Regions from separate parts of the Mus musculus genome. Here region 2 is linked to region 1. The links are chromatin contacts, called in public Hi-C maps. All regions are on one chromosome and are shown on one strand. The core of a region is the stretch at or near the end of the contact, and the rest is flanking DNA. Distances in the headings are between cores, read along the strand shown. Region 1 overlaps Gm46072 (a long non-coding RNA gene). Region 2 overlaps Slc35f3 (solute carrier family 35, member F3).

Evidence for each region. A called contact is a pair of places that touch in the nucleus more often than the background predicts.
Region 2: a contact with region 1 is called in a Hi-C map of cerebral cortex, with 2.5 times the contacts expected there. The contact joins two enhancer-like sites. A contact is called at or near these places in 15 of 484 Hi-C or Micro-C datasets (the Patski cell line, Sertoli cells, cerebellar granule neurons and 9 more).

The regions. Positions count from the first base shown.
Region 1 is chr8:126,095,195-126,098,227 of GRCm38.p6, forward strand. All of the region lies in intron 1 of Gm46072 (a long non-coding RNA gene), which reads left to right. Among named protein-coding and RNA genes, the nearest start is that of Gm46072, 24 kb to the left of the region's middle. Within about 2 kb of position 1,622, at least 8 of the 459 cell types and tissues checked have an H3K27ac peak or open chromatin away from gene starts, as enhancers often do. A contact at or near this core is called in cerebral cortex, where this site is marked.
Region 2 is chr8:126,256,597-126,259,629 of GRCm38.p6, forward strand. The region is part of intron 2 of Slc35f3 (solute carrier family 35, member F3); the gene reads left to right. Among named protein-coding and RNA genes, the nearest start is that of Gm31165, 34 kb to the right of the region's middle. Within about 2 kb of position 1,530, at least 6 of the 459 cell types and tissues checked have an H3K27ac peak or open chromatin away from gene starts, as enhancers often do. A contact at or near this core is called in cerebral cortex, where this site is marked.

The sequences.
Region 1 (3,033 bases), core at 372-2,871:
AAAAGCGACCCTTCATAGTCTTAACTGGGAGTGAAGCCTTGTCTGGTACCCTCTCCCCAGGGATGTTTAGGGTCACCTGAAAGCTCTTATAACACACTTAGTTGGATCCCCTGCTCCACTAAGTGGGGACACCAACTCGCTGTCTCACTGTGGGACCCCAAGGATGGCTTCTGAGACATGGTGGCTCCCCTCCAAACACTTGCTGAAGGAATGAAGATGGGAAATAAATGGATGCCTTTTTCAGTTGAGGCAAAAAATAAATAAATAAATTATTCAATAGGTAACGCTTCAGGAATTGTGTGCCAGAAGAGCAGAGAACATGAATTGTTGTTTTTAATGTGCATATGTAAATGTGTAGTGCATGTTGTTCATGTTTAAGAATGTACATGCATGGGAGCATGTGTACACATGTGGAAGTGCACATATATGCATACACATGTGAAAACAAGAGGACAGCCTTGGTACCATCCTCAGAAATCTCTCTTATTCTCTTGGCTTGAGAAGTGTTAGCAGAAACTCAGGATAAAGAACAAATATCTATTTCTTTTTAGCCCATTGGGTATTTGCTGAAATGCAAAGTTAGGTGACAAAGTCAGTGCTGGTATTTTATTACTGATTTATTTTATTTTATTTTTTTATTTTATTTTATTTTATTTTATTTTATTTTATTTTATTTTATTTTATTTTATTTTATTTTATTTTGATGCAGGGTTTATCTGTGTAGCCCTGGCTATCCTGGGACTTTATAGACCAGGCTGGCACCAAAATCAGAGAGGGAGGAGGGCGGGGGCAGCACTTGTCTAATGTGTGAGCTCCCAGGACGACCCCCATCCCTGTAGACTATAAACATACACAGAGCTATGACACCACCCGAAGCCCTCCTCTGTAGTGAGCCCACCAGTCTCTTGACAGGAGCTTATCACTCTTCAGCACCATCCTAGAAGGCACGGCTGATGCAAGGTCTGGGATGAAGTGGCTGCGCATCCTGATGGCCTAGAGGGAAGCTTGAGGTTGTGTTGTGCCTCAGGGGGACAGCAAGCTTTGTACAGAGGGTGGGGACCCTGTTCCAGGCACCCTGTTTCTGTGCCTTCGCCTGCCTGACTGTGTAGTTCTCTGGGAGCCGGTTCGTGTGGTTTTAGGTAAGGAGCCTGGTAGTCAGTGCAACCAGCCCAGCAAGTGCCTGGTCTCCTGGAGAGGAGCAAGAGTTCTCCCATCAGGACCCTGCCCAGCAGGGACTTGCAGGGGCTTACTTATCTTGCCTACAGGTGACCTGTAACCAGAGTTCCCAGGCTGGCGGGCAGGAAGGAGAAAGCATGTTCCTGGTTTCTTGTATGGCAACATTGTTTCCAATTCCTCTGCCTGACACCCACTCTTTCTGCTAAATATTTTAAGTGGAGGTAGCAACTCAAAAGAGATGTTCTATTCCTCCTCTGTAATTTCCTTCTTACTTTGTGTTCTGTTTTCTCCTCTCTCCTCCCAAACGTATACAGGCAACCTTAATTCTGAAAGAAATAAGCATGAGGCTTGTAAATTATCTAAAGCTCACACTTTCCCTCTTCCTCCTCTCTGAGCCACCGGCTGAGTGTCGGGGGTGGGGTGTTCTAGGGAGGGACAGAACTGACAGACTGCATATGCGTGGAGCTTGGCTTACACTGTGTGGGCTGCGCAGCACAGCAGCATCGCTATCCACGTTTTAGAGAGACTGAGACCAGTGGCCACTCAGTTGGCAAGGCCAGCGCCTCAGAACTCCCAGTATGGTGCTGGAGACACTACTGATCTTCAGTCCTTCTTGTAAGGATGTAGAAGCTGAGTCACAATATCACTGAAGGACAGCGGTGGCTGCAGCTGCAGCAACCTGGTGCTCACTAGCAGGATAGATGTGGGCAGGGAAAGACAGATCATTTTCTTCTGAGGCCATCTTTCTATCTTCTCCCTGTTCATCCTTCCTGGAAATGCCCACACAGATCAGCACAGAGTCTGTCTCACTTAATTCCAGACCCAGTTAAACTGACAAGGAAGATCAGCCGTCACTCCTACCCAATGCTAACCACTGTTCAGCCCACTTCAAGAACCTCCAGAGTATAAAGGGTAGGAGAAGGTGGGAGGGCTGACTTGTCCTCTCAGGATGTGGCAGGTAGGTGTATGTGGGTGGACAGATTACAGGACTTGAGGAAGAATGGAGCCAGAACCCAGCGGATGGTTTTGAAGCCCTGAATTGGTTACTTTGACATAGCTATGAGGAATCAAAGAGCGAATTAACGAAGGAAAGGCCTATTTGGGTTCAGTGCTTCACCACAGGGAGGGTCACAGCAAGCAGCCCACGGCACCACATCCAGGAAGCAGAGAGCAAGACAGGAAATGGCTAGGTATAACCAGTTCCAGGTGACCTCCTTCCTTCTGCTCAGTCAGCTCCCATAACCATCCTCACGGGAGTGGAGGTATTCTGAAGAGAGGCATTGCGTCCCACACTTTGGCCATCAGACTATTAAAGTAATAGTCTCCAAGAAATTTGAATTTCCTAGGAGTATCTTCTTGGGGGAAGGGCAAGGATGCAGCCTGGCGCCAGTGAGAGGGACAACTTGTCTCCCAGGAAGAGATGTCACACAGCTCTGACAACCTGTCAGATCGCTGTGCAGGGCAGGAGCTGAGAGCAAGGTCAGCGATGGGCGGAACCACACTTGACCAGCATGGCTTAGCTATGCACACACGCCCTCAATTCAATCCAAACCTCCTGTCAGGACTCTGATGATGAACTTGGGGGTCACTGCACCCCTTTGTTCCTCTTCCCAACATTGCTTGTCTCTTGTCTGTTTAATTGGCCTAGGGAGGACAGGGGTGCAGTCTAGCTTTTTATGGCTCCCAGGGCCCGGGTTATAAACATAACAGCTCTGGTCATACCATCTCTTGTTTCCAGAACTTCTCTCTCAATTTGGACCAACTACTCAAATCAGGAGGCTAGGGTGGGCTTTTTCCTATTCAAACAGTGATATCCTCTTAGCTCTCGTCAGAGCTAAACTGGATCTGAATCCGTGA
Region 2 (3,033 bases), core at 280-2,779, 160 kb after region 1:
TCCTGGATTTTTTTCCAGAGGCAGGGCTAGATGTGACTTTGGGAATTTAGCTCTCGTTTGGTGTTTATGTGGACTTGTTTGTGCACAATAGAAAGGGTCTTTTGCACCTGGATATAATAGCCAGGGATGCAGAGGTACCAACATGAGCCCTGTGCGCCCTTTGCTGGTTTTACAAAGTAATGACAAGCCAACCCTCGGGAGACCAGGATTTAAAAGCTGCGAGCAGGAACTGATAGGAATAGCTTCTCCAGGACTCTTATTTTGCTAACTGAAGAAATGCATAATGGGGTTTGTCACCCGTGACAACTGTAGGGCATGTAGGAAGAGGCTGACAACGCCCCTCCTTTTAAGCCCCTGTAGAGATCAATGTGTATGGGGAGGGGATTTGGGGGTGAGGAGCTTGGAGTGGCAAGGCCGCATTTTCATAGCACTTAAGACCATTCAAGGTCCTTGCCATGGCTTTTGTGGATTAATCTGTGTCTAGTGCTATGTGTCTTTGTAATAAGAAACAAGACCCAAGCATGCTCCTTTCTCTCCCATGTTAATCAAGTCAGAATTCATCCTTAAGCCAGAGAATCCCAAAGGAACCTCAAACCCAGTTCCCCTCGATTACACTTGAGGGTTGCAGCCAATGTTTAACTATGACTGAGGAGTTTATAATTGGCATTCTGTGGCTGTCTGTATGGTGCTCCCAGTCCCTCAGAGGTCCCATGAACTTAGGATAATTACCATGTGTAAACCCCTCAGCCCAATGACAGAACGGTGACCCCATCATCAAACTAAAGCTCTTGCATTGGGGCTGGGACGTGGAGGGATTGGATAGAGCCGGTCCATCTGGAGAGGCGGCCTGCCTGCCTGCCTTTCCAGGAAATTTCCTCTGTGGGCGAAGCTCTGCAGACACTCCCAGCTGGCAGCGAGGAGCCCAAGGTCTGTGAGGTATTTTAAGAACCTTGGAAAGTGTCACCAAGGGACACGGGGTTTCTTTTGTGCATTGTCCTCTCATGGAAAAAGAATTTTAAGAACTGATACAGAAGGGAACTCGAGGACAGCAATTTTGAACGGGGGAAAAAAAAGAGAACACAGGTGGAGGCTGGGAGGAGGGAGGGGGGAAGTTACACTTTCTGAGTTCCAGCTCCTGAACGTGGCAGGTTCAGAACAGGGCATCTGTGCTGAGAGTCTCTAGGGCAGGCGAGGTTCACTCACGAAGGGAGCCGAGAGGGGCAGATGAGGTGCACTCGGGAAGGGGGCATTGCTCCGCCTGCTTCCGGTCCTGTTTCTCATCACCTCTCAGCCCTAGGTTGGTCTTGTCAGGTGTCTTAGTTTGCTTGCTGAGAAAAGACCCAATAAGAGCAAGTTAAGGAAGGAGGGTTTCTCTAGGCTCACTCTTGGAGGGATACCATCCATTGTGACAGAAGGATGTGGCAGCAGAGGTGACAGACAGCAGTCAGGAAGCAGAGAGACATGAAGGCCTCCGCTCAGCTCACCTCCTCCTCCCAGACCCTCCGCCCATGGAATGGCACCCCGACATCTAAAGGCAGTAGAGTAGCCTCTCCTCAGATTCGTGCACGTTCATCCCTGGAGGTGATGTCCTATGCAGAGAGAGCTACTGCTATTTTCAGAAGCAAAACCGAACTACCAGTGCGGAACAAGAGACTTAACTAAGGTTTGGGTCTGAGTGTGGAGTTGGCAAGAGGAAGTTTCATCACTCCTGTTCACAGGCACCAGGTGGCGCTGACTGCACGTCTTCGCAGCCCGGCTTCCTCGGGTTGCTAAGCAGCGGTCGGGAGGGGCGTGGTCCTTTGGAGCCCCCGACGCGCATTTGGGGCTTTTGTTTGTTGCTGTTTATAAAGGGAAACTTTAAAGGGCAATCCTGTCATGTTGGTATAAAAGCGGAGCTGAGATGTGAGTGGCTAAAGTGCCCCACAAGGATGAGGACGTGAGCTCCAATCCCCAATTCCCTCAACTCAAGTAGTAGTGTCTGCAATACCTGGCCTTGCCTCTTCCTTGAATCATGAACCAGAATAAATCTTTCTTCCCTTAAGCTCCTTGTCATATACTGGGTCACAGAGATAAGAAAAGTAGCTGATAGAACAGTCATAATGATATTATCATTGGTAAATGGGAGTTGGGATCCATTGTGCATGATATAAAAGTAAGGTTTAACCTCTGCTCATAAAGTCTTCAAAGTCAGGGGGGTGTGCTACCAGGAAGCCATGGCTGTTCATGTCCTTCTGGGAATAACAGTAACAAGTCAGCTGCCATGTGTAGGGCATCTGCTGAGACCTAGGAATGTGTATGATATGTTTGCCCAGAACTTTGTGCGTGGTGCACATGCACTGTGCCCCTCCCTTGCCAAGGACCACGGCACACTTACATTCCAGAAGATGAAAAGCTGTGCTCAGAGCAGTCAGGTCATCCTGCACAGCTGCAGCCACATTCACGAAGCAGTGCAAGAGACCACACCTGGCTAGGCAGGTGTCCTGGGTCTCAGTTTGCCAATGCAGGAGGAGCTTGAAGCCTGGTCCCCCGGCCCCCCCACCCCACCCCACCCCCGTCTCCTTCCCCTCTGCCAGAGTCACGGCTGTGTGTGAGTGAACCCCACACCCAGCTGTAAACTCAGTCTTGCTTACATTCTCTACATTGATCCTCCTTAAGATCCATAATCAGGAATCGGTTACTTAAGCATTTACTTGGAGCTTACTAAATCCAATCAGTTTGCATATCTGAAAATCTTGTTTTTACATTGCTTAAGGTAGTCTCAAGCAACTTCCTGGGATTCTTTCTACCTGCCAAGCAGGAAATGCTGAATTTTTAAAAAAACATTAATTATTTAAACTTTTTTAGTTAATTTCTATGATTTTGAGACAGAATCTCACTCTGTAGCCTGAGCTGGCCTTGAACTCATAGCAAAACCTCCTGTGTTAGCCTTCCAAGCACTGGGATTGCAATGAGTCTCCGTGCCAGGCTAAAGATGGAAACTACTGAGTTTGGACCATTATTCCTTAGTGGGGGGAAAATAATTTTTTATCTTGA